Regions from separate parts of the Bombyx mori genome. Here region 1 is linked to region 2. The links are chromatin contacts, called in public Hi-C maps. All regions are on one chromosome and are shown on one strand. The core of a region is the stretch at or near the end of the contact, and the rest is flanking DNA. Distances in the headings are between cores, read along the strand shown.

What was found. Hi-C and Micro-C count contacts between places; a contact is called where the count stands out from the background.
Region 1: a Hi-C map of posterior silk gland shows a contact between it and region 2, with 1.8 times the contacts expected there. The contact joins the promoter of Pts here to the promoter of LOC101742601 in region 2. A contact is called at or near these places in 2 of 7 Hi-C or Micro-C datasets (middle silk gland and posterior silk gland).

The regions. Positions count from the first base shown.
Region 1 is chr5:13,684,581-13,689,361 of ASM3026992v2, forward strand. It overlaps Pts (6-pyruvoyltetrahydropterin synthase), which reads right to left and starts at 3,268. Exons shown (of 4, transcript NM_001046638.1): 1 at 3,035-3,268; 2 at 2,778-2,857; 3 at 2,414-2,559; 4 at 1,333-1,930. The coding sequence starts at 3,102. The coding sequence ends at 1,721. It overlaps LOC101741167 (alkaline ceramidase), which reads left to right. Exons shown (of 5, transcript XM_004930005.5): 5 at 1-384.
Region 2 is chr5:13,533,019-13,538,183 of ASM3026992v2, forward strand. LOC101742601 (tyrosine-protein kinase Shark) reads right to left here and starts at 1,387. Exons shown (of 14, transcript XM_004930017.4): 1 at 864-1,387; 2 at 236-332; 3 at 85-161. The coding sequence starts at 899.

The DNA.
Region 1 (4,781 bases), core at 2,018-4,517, 150 kb after region 2:
CAAGCGCACGTCAAGTGAAGACTCGAAAACAGGCCAATTGGGACGTTTCGTCTTTAGTCGCGTCTAAACAAATGCAATAATAATATAACAAGTGCAATCGTTCCAATTATAGCTATCTTTTTTACTTACGCGCTTATCCCATCTTTTGTACTTTTCATTAATGCTACTTGTCAACATGTGTGTGCACTATATCGGTAGATATGTAGATATATATGGCGCGATCAGATTTGAAGAGTCAGTTATTATGAAGATAACATATCTGTTGCATAAAAAATTTGTAGTACATTGTATGTATGAGAAATGAGAATGTATTTATACCTATGTAAATAAAGAAAATTCTACTTTCTGTCCCATGATATCAAAATAAAGGTTTTGTCTTTCATCTTTACTTGTTTTTTTTTTACTAAAAACCATACGCACTTTATACATTCTTCAATACCTTATTTTGTTTTTGGGTTAATTTCTAAAGTGTGTGAACCTTTGGTGAACAAAGACTAGTTTCGGAATTGCTGATGTCCATAAGCGATGATGACTAGTTACCAATGGGTAGGCCCTATGCTCGTCCGATTGTAACGGGGATAATAATAGTTGCATCCCCGAAATATTCTTACCTAAAATGGAAGATATAGAATGAATAATGTTATTTTATAATTACGACCATACTTATTTATGCCGCGAAGCAGGTTCAGTTTGCACGGCAGGACAACCGTCACGCGATATAATTCAAACTTCAACGTCATGTCCCAAGATGTATGGCGGCATTCACATTGTCAAGTGTCGACTCATAAATACTAGATGGGAAGAAAAAGGGCCATCAGGCTGTTCAGCCATCTATTGCGTGGAAAAAACACATTTCAATAATATATAATAATAAATAATCGGGAACGAATCACGCACGGTCGTCCGGCTCCAAATTAGCATTCCGTGTTATGGGTACCGACACTGACATACATACTTATATACCTTTCTATATATAAATACATATAGTGTGTGCAGAAAATAGGCACCAGACAAACCTGTAAATCACACGAATGTATGCCCTATGTGGGTATCGAACCTATGACCCTCAACACAACAATCAGGGGCTTTTTAATTATTGCACCACTGAGTCAGTCGAAAACTAAAAAAAAAACTGGTTTAAATAGCAAACCGAACAATTAATTCCATCTTTTATCGTGCTGATACTGATATGACAATAGAGTGGCAATAAAATTATTTTATTCTCATTGCACCTCAATGCGTGTGCAAAATTTTCAGTTACTTTGAAATCTTGAAGTCAGATAAAATGACTAAGATTTTGTTACATAAAGCTAATAAAATTGCTAAAAATGTCAAGATGGCAAGAAACATTTATTCAAGCTGTATAGTTTCACTTATTCATACATTCTTCAAAACATATAAACTTTAAAATGTACACCAGGTTACAATATGGTAAAACGAACCTGATTTTCAGAACAAATATTTTATTAAAATATTCGATCATAAATAAAAATTTTAATCTGTAATTATTAGGTCATCACATAAGGTGCATAGCCAATTCAGCCATTTTAATAATTTAAAATATTTTAGAAACATAATATATGTAATTATAATGTTTTAATTTTATTCTTATAAAAATTAGCTTCTTTGATCTGTCTTACTTAAGGAATGTATACATCACCTAACAATAGTAATATAAAATATTTTTCATTATAAAAACATTCAAGATTCAAGAATTTTGTTAGTCAGAATCTGAGGAAACTTCATGAGAAACATGACTTCGGTGACAAGAGGAGTCAGGCTTTTTCCTAGAGTATGTATTACCACCACGGTACACAACATGATTTTTTTCAGTTTCTAGGATCTTAACCTCATGCAGTAATTGTGGTTTTTCCATTATTCTTTGAAGTTGGTCCCAGACATATATTGCGACATTTTCTGTAGTACTTGCCTGTAATAGACAATATTGTTTTAAAGAATTAAATAGCTTACAGCAGTCTCTAGTCTTTTGTAAAGGAATTGGCATCAGTGCAATTATGGCATGTCATGGTCTTTAACAACATCCAGTATACCACTGCAGCAGACCCTGTGGAATTTGATTTTACCCATCTCTATATTTTTAAATAGGCAATATAATAACAATAAATTATATTGCCACCAGTAGATGTATTTACTCTTTTTTATTGGTCTTGCATATAGAACAGCTTCTGGAGTAAAAAACAGCCATATATTCATACAGTCATCTATACTGAGGAGAGGCTAATAAAAAAATTGGTAGACATAACTCTACCCACATATTTATCTATACAAATATCTAAAACATGTTAAAATGCACACGACAAACAATTTAAATTATACATACATGTGTACAATCTTAATTATATGTATACAATTAAAATATTATTTTGCTTAACCTTTAAAAGTAATGACTTACCATAGTTTTGAAGTATGGAACATCATTATCTAAATTCTTATGGTCGAGTGGTTCCAGGATGGCTGTTTTTATGTATTTCTTGAGGTCAGTTATATTCATCACCATACCAGTTTGAGGATCTACAGGACCCTTTACTGTTACAAGAACTGAAATTATTAGTCCACATTATTTTAATATTTTTGTGATAAAATGAACTGAACTTTATTATGGTAAAATTGTAAATACAATGCGATTTCTCAAAATTGGTTATAGCATGTAGTACATACATACATAAAATAATTATACAATACGTTTTTTTTATTTCTGAATAAACTACAAATAAAAAAAAATATAGAAAAAAACTGATGTCAAAAGAATAACCTACCAACATAATTATGACCGTGACCATTAGGATTGTTGCATTTACCATAAACTTTTTTGTTCTCTTCGTCACTTAAAAACGGGCTGAAAAATAATAAATTAATTATTGTGACGGTAGATGTTACCACACGTTATAAATATCCGTTTTTTTTACTGATAACCTTATTGATCTGAGTTAGAAGGTCGAACACAACTTAATATTATCATAAAATAATTTTATAAATTGAATTAATTAATACGTATTACTTTATAACCATTTACCTGTGCAGCCTATGAGCGGAACTGAAAGTTTCACGGCGTATTATTGATACAATAGGTAAAGAAGACATTGTGTAATTCAATAATTCAATAGAAAATTCAAATACAGTAAGAATCAAAAACTTAACGCATTAAATGGAGTTTTGCTTTTTTATTGAAATTATGTCAGCCTCTAGTCTGATATTATAAGAAAATTAAAATGAAGCGACTTTAAAAATAACCGGTTTTTATATCTTTCTTTCGTCCACAGAGTATTTTTAAGATACTTCACTCAGATCAAAGCTGCTCATGGTTTCGAAATTACTTAATAGGCTTATTACACTTGGCTGAATTCAGACGCCTCAAGTCAGTCGCTACTGAATTCAGTCAAGTGTAATAGCATTAAGTAAGTTAGTCTACTGAATTCAGTAACAAGGAAGTTTTCTGGCTGACTGAATCATTCTCTAACTGGCGCCATCTAGGCGGGCTTCGGACAGTCTGCCGACCGAGAGGGCTGGTGGTCGTGGCGCCGACGACCGCCAGTCCGGCGTCCCGAGGGGGAGGGTGATGGGAGAGATGTGCTCCGCACTAAACGCTTCACTTTCCCCCCTTTGCCTTGTCATGAGTTCTGTCTCATGCGAGGTTTGGATGTTGGTTGTTGAGCGACAGGAGGTTTTAGTCAGTTCGACTCTGACATACCCCGCCCAGTATCCCCAGAAAAGGGCGGAAGTCCGGCGATTTCCTCCTGACCAAAAAAAAAAAAAGACTGAATAATTTAGAAGCCTAATTAGAAACGCATAACTTATTTGCTAATATTCCACACAGCAATAAATATTTCCTCACCGATATTCTTGTTTCAATTTTTATTTATTTTTGAATGAAACAAAAATCAAAAACAAAAAAGATTGTTGTTGTCTAGATAATACTGGGGCCATCCTCTTACGCAAACGACACGTCTTATTTCGTCACGTTTAAACTGACAATTGATTCAGTAACTGAATTTAGAACAGTGTAATAAGAAGCTTCTAAATTTGCTTCTGAATTCAGTCGACAAATATCAGCCAAACGTAATAGGCCTATAATACAAAAAAATAGTGACATTTACGATTTAGAACTGCGACAAAACTGACATTACTGACAGGTCTCTAAATAGTCAATCATATTATTTCATATTATTTAGGATATTTTTGAACGTTCCCAGGGATAGACGTTCCCATGATTTTATTCGATTCTCATAGAATTTGGAGTTCAACAGTTGCATTGCATAGTTATGCTGGATGATTCAACTACAAAAAAAAAAAATAAGTTAAAGATATTTACGATCTGTGGAAATGACGGTAAAAGTGATGTGTCATCTTTAATCCGGTACCGGTAAAATGGGGCGATTAGGGATTGAGAGGCGAATCGGGAAAAAACCGGGAAAATCTTTCGACGCTCAATATAAGTTTTATATTCGTTGCAAAATCTTCCATTTTTTGTAGTTTAATAGTAGAATGTTGAAAGTTCACAAAACAACTCTGAATATGCATGATAATAGCTGCTAACTTATAAAAAATCGCGTTTCAAAATTAACTTTCTGTGGTGGTAATTATTTTAGTGCTAGAAACTTTGCTCTCTTTTATTTATTTGATAATAATAGAAGACGACTATGATTTATAAACGTTATTTAGTGTTTGAACCAGCATATATATTAAAGGTAAGTCTCAGTTGTTATTGGTTTTAATGTATTTGATTAAATAAAAATATATGTAAAAATCTGTTGTTTTTGGGG
Region 2 (5,165 bases), core at 137-2,636:
ATTGTCTAGCAGTTTTAAATTCTCAAATAAACTTTATTTAAAATATTTTTTTAGGTTATCAAATTTATTAGAAATTTAGTGTACCTGATGCAAAACAGACAAAACATAATCTCCAGGCGAAGTATTACTCTCCCGTACTAAAAATACACCATCTTCTCCTTCTGAAATTACAAAACTTTGTTATATTTAAAGTTTTATTTTGTTCAAAACAATGACAAAAGAACTATTTACTAACCCTCTTTTAACAGTTTCTCAGCGGATTCACGTGATATTTTCCCATGAAACCAGTTAACGTTGTCTTCTCTATTCATCCTCAACAAAAAAGAGTTTGTCTGAAAAGTTAATTGGAAACTTGTTCAACAGGTATGCACCACATTCCACACATCAGATGACCTAAAACTACTAATTTTCTTATTTGTTTTTCTTAATCCTCAATTAATAAAGTTTTAATCTGTTGTAACATATCAAATCAAATCCAAAATGTTCCGTGGGAAGTTTCAAAACTTTGCCAGAAGTCAAAACTTTGATGTAATTACTGATACTGACGCGCCATGTTTCATTCTATTTCATTCTTTCTTGTTGTTTATTACCTACCATAATACTATCAAATTGAAAGTTTAAAGTCTTCTCTCATCTGTATTATTTATCTCCCTCCGACTTCGTTACAAAGTCTGCGTTAAAGAGAGACAAACACCAACATGTTTCAATTTTAAATAAATGTGGTTATAAGTCAAACGTCACAACTGAATCGTCAAATAAGAAACTGATAAGAAATTTAGGATGATTCATCATCTACATAAATACTAGTTTTGCAAAAATAACTAATTATTAATATAGATCAATTAATGTAATAATTTTCTTACCTTAAGTAATATGAATGACGTCATGGTTGTTATCATGATATCCAAATTCCAAAACACAAATATTATATTTCCAAGTATTAATAAAAATTATGATTAACGATATTTTCTACGTTTTCTATAATAGCACATTTTTACAACTTAATTTACTTTTTAATTAAGATACACAAAACTCGGTATTAAACTAGGAACAGCAAACGGAGTGCGTGTGCCATGCAGCCGGCAGCAAGCAGACAGGCGCGGTATCCCCGACTCTGCCTTCCAGCGAATGACTCATAGCAAGGTCAATTCCGAGAAATGAATCACCAACACCAACGTACACACACAGTTCCACAACGCAAACGCTTTATGTGTAGTACGCATTCCCTCACACACAATCTCAATTCTTATTCAGATATTTCAAACATTTAAAATAAAATTACATGTAGTAAGTACGCAGCAGACAAGTCAAAAATAAACAAGTTTTTTTTAGTATGTTATGGTTTACACTTTATGATATTTTTTGTTGTGGATAGATCGACGAGCTCACGGCCCACCTGGCTTTAAGTGATTAGCGGATTCTATAGACATGTAAATGCTGGCGCTCACCTTCAGATGTGAGTCGTAAGTCTCGAATTGAAAGTTTAACTGCCGTCCTTTCCTTAAAATTGGGACATGAAAATTCTTCACGACAAATACTTACCCATGTGGGCCCATAATATCCCGAGTAGACAAGCTCACGTCCACCTTCTGTTACCTAAGTGGTTACTGGCCCATGGACATCGATAGCGTAAATGTCGCCACCCAGAACTTAGAACTCATATCTTGAGATATGAGTTCTAAGTCTCATTTTTCAATACAACAGCTGCCCCAACCCTCAAACCGACAGCGCCGCGGCTTCTCAGCAGAAATGGGCGGGATGGTTATACCTGTGCGGGCTCACAACGATATCCTACCACCAGTTAAAGCTCAGAGACCGGTCACAACTCAACGTAGCAGTCACAGAACAACCACGTAACGAAATTTGTGTAGTGACTATTAAGTTATTCGACCAAAGCGCATTGTGGCAATTTAACAAGATGTGTCCTGGCTATAAAGTCATTGAAAACGAAAACTAATGAAAATCAAGATGGCATATAAATTTTTGGCTGCGTTTTTTTGTTCTAAGCTCCATGTATAAGTATATAAGAACGACAATGGTTTTGAATTTGCAAACAAAGTCTTATAAGACAATAACTAAGATGTAGCAAAGCATGAAAATTGATAGCAATGGATAGCATATACAACTCTAATCGAATGTTGCATCGAAATTTGAATGTCGAACGAAAGTTATACTAATTTACAATCACTTATAAAACTTTTTCTTTTGTATCTTTTTTTACACAATGTCTTCAAAGTGCAAACGAACCTAAAACATATTATGATAGAATGATGTTTATGAACATATTATAACAAGGTACCCATGTTTTTGTGAGGTGTAGAATGTTGGGAAAATTCATTTTTCTAAATACTGTAATAGTTTTTAAATGAGACACAATTAGGCACATTAAGCTTGATTGAAGCATCACTCGATTATCTATTAATTCTAAATTCCAGTTTCCCAATCGACATTCTACATAAATTCGTACTACAAAAAAATGTTAATTTTATCGATACCTAATGTAACCACAACTCTTGTAAAACGAAATAGGTATCTACATAATGAACTATATTCTCATTGTTATTACTATTAGTAACAAATCACCAAATTTCGATTTTCCTTTTTGAATATCAGAATTTTTGTGAAATTTACGGTAAGAACTACATCAATAAATTTGGAATCTTTAAGTTTTCAATCGTATAAAATATACATACTAGATTTTTAGAAAGCTTAAATTAAATCAGTAACTTTTTGGCGACCGAATTTGTTAAGGGTTCATTGAATGATTTTAAAATTAAATTCTAGAATGTTGTATAGTTCACTAATACAGTCAAGAGACAAGCCTGTACATATGTATGTATGCATATAGTGCACGTTTACATACTCAGATCAAAGAACTAGTACTGTGTAAACACTAGGAACTAACATTATCTTGCCAACGGTTCCTATTTATAAAATGAGTTTGTCGTTTTAGTATTGAAAATAATAGGAAAAGTTGTCAAGGAATAACTTTGACAATAGGGGCTATTAACTTTATTATTGAATAGTTTAATCACTTAACTGTTAAGGGAATGTGATCGTGGCCTTCTCAAGCTACAGCTATTACTTCCATGTCATCTGTTCATGGTAGAAGAATTTTCAAAAAATCTTCTATTGTTACTCCTTTAATTCACTTTTAAACTTGCAAGACTGTGGGAACGGTACACCTATATATTTCTGCTGGAAAGTAATAATGCAGCATAACGTGGCCTTTACGCACGCCAAAAAAAATTTTGAACTCAATCTTATGTTTCAAGGTGGAAAGTGATATTTAGGCTACATAGTCTATGAACTGTGAAATTAAACTTAAGCAAATTAAGAAACAGCTTAAAAACATAATTATCATTAACTAATAAATTAAATCGTAATAAATAAGGACATCTGTGGCAGCCCTAATCGGCACATTGTATAACGTACAAGTATATACCTTCGCAAAGCGCAGATGACTCACGTGATCAGTAAATATCACCAATTGAATACCTATCTGGCGCAGAATGATTCAACTCAAGTATTTTCTCAGTACATACTTTTACATTCGCAGAAAGTAAATATTATTTCACAACGACAGCCGCAACGATAATTGAACATCCTTTTTATGTGAATCTTATGGTCTATTGATTATTTTATTAGTTCGGTAGGCAGCGGCTTGACTCTGCCCCTGGCATTGCTGAAGTCCATGGGCGACAGTATCCACTCACCATCAGGTGGGCCATATTATTATGCTCATCTGCCTACACAAGCAATAAAAAAATTGGAGTATTATCTTTTAATACTGTCCAAGAAAGTTGACTATCGAAGTCGCCGCTACGCAGGGGCACCAGAAATGCCAAGAACGCAATCAATCAACTACCTGGTATAAGCAATTTTGCCTAAACCTAGTCAGAGCCGTGAGCGAATACTAGTATAGATAAAATATGTGAGGTACTCTTCGAATTCGTTAAATTGGCTATAAATTCGATTGTTTTAATCTCGTTTTATGAAACGAATACAGACGGTGGACGGCCCCAGGCAATGGATGGCATATCACATGGTACATAGTTCTTACAACAATGTGCAGTATTTGCAACGAACGCCTTAACTAGTAGAACTATTATCACGATCTCTTAAAGTGGCCCCGGCATAAATCATCAGCACTACGACCTTTCTTTATTTCCGGAAACGATTTCCCTACGTTCGGTATGGATAATAACATATTCATCGTTGACTTCCTTGCAACATACAATCTTTTCCGATTAAATGTCGTGCCAACTCCATCAACTTCCACACTATATTTAGAACTAGAATGTTCTGAAGAAGTAAGAACCCAGTCATATTTAAATAAAGAGCAAGCGTCAATATTTTTAGTATGGGTTGCACATAATGAAACAATAAAACTTCATTCACTTTACTAACATTTTGGTGATTTTAAGAAAATATGACTGCAGTGAAATAATTTACTTTCTAAAACTGAAACTGATCGTGATCGGTGGTATAGGAATCAAAGAATTAAGATAATGAACCGATCAAAATGCATTAAAAATAAAAAAAAGATTGCGGTTTTTTTAATTCGCGGTGCATGTTAAAACATTGTCAATGTTTTCAGTATTTCGGGTGAGGATCAGAGTTTGCGGTGAGACTTCGTATCGTCTTTAATCTCTAAATTACAATAAAAGCTCCCTGAAATTATTTGAATGTATCAAGTTCACGGGACATTTCAACACTACGTTCAGTGTTTTTTTTATTTTATTTAAAGTGTTTATTTACAATACTTACTTCTCCTCTGACCGTAGTTTTTGCTGCTCGTGTTGCAAGTGAGAAAGTCTAGCACACAGATTGGTATCTATGTGATGAACCATGAGTCATGACTGCTAGATACTAATAATTACATAAGACAGTGGAACCCATCTGTAGAGGCTCTTAACATACCCAGTACTTAAGGCAAGAATAAAAGTTAAGTAGCAAAATAATGGAATTACCAGTACTCCTCCTCTGCTACTACTACGGATGGATGATTAACATGTCAAGATATCCAAGATCACGCACCCATTGCCAATAAAGTTCCCAGTTGAATAAGTGGTTTTGTCATTTTTCGGAATAAAAATGGATATGTTATGATCAAAATATTTGATAATTACATTAATGGACGTATTGTTGTTTCCCTACAGCCC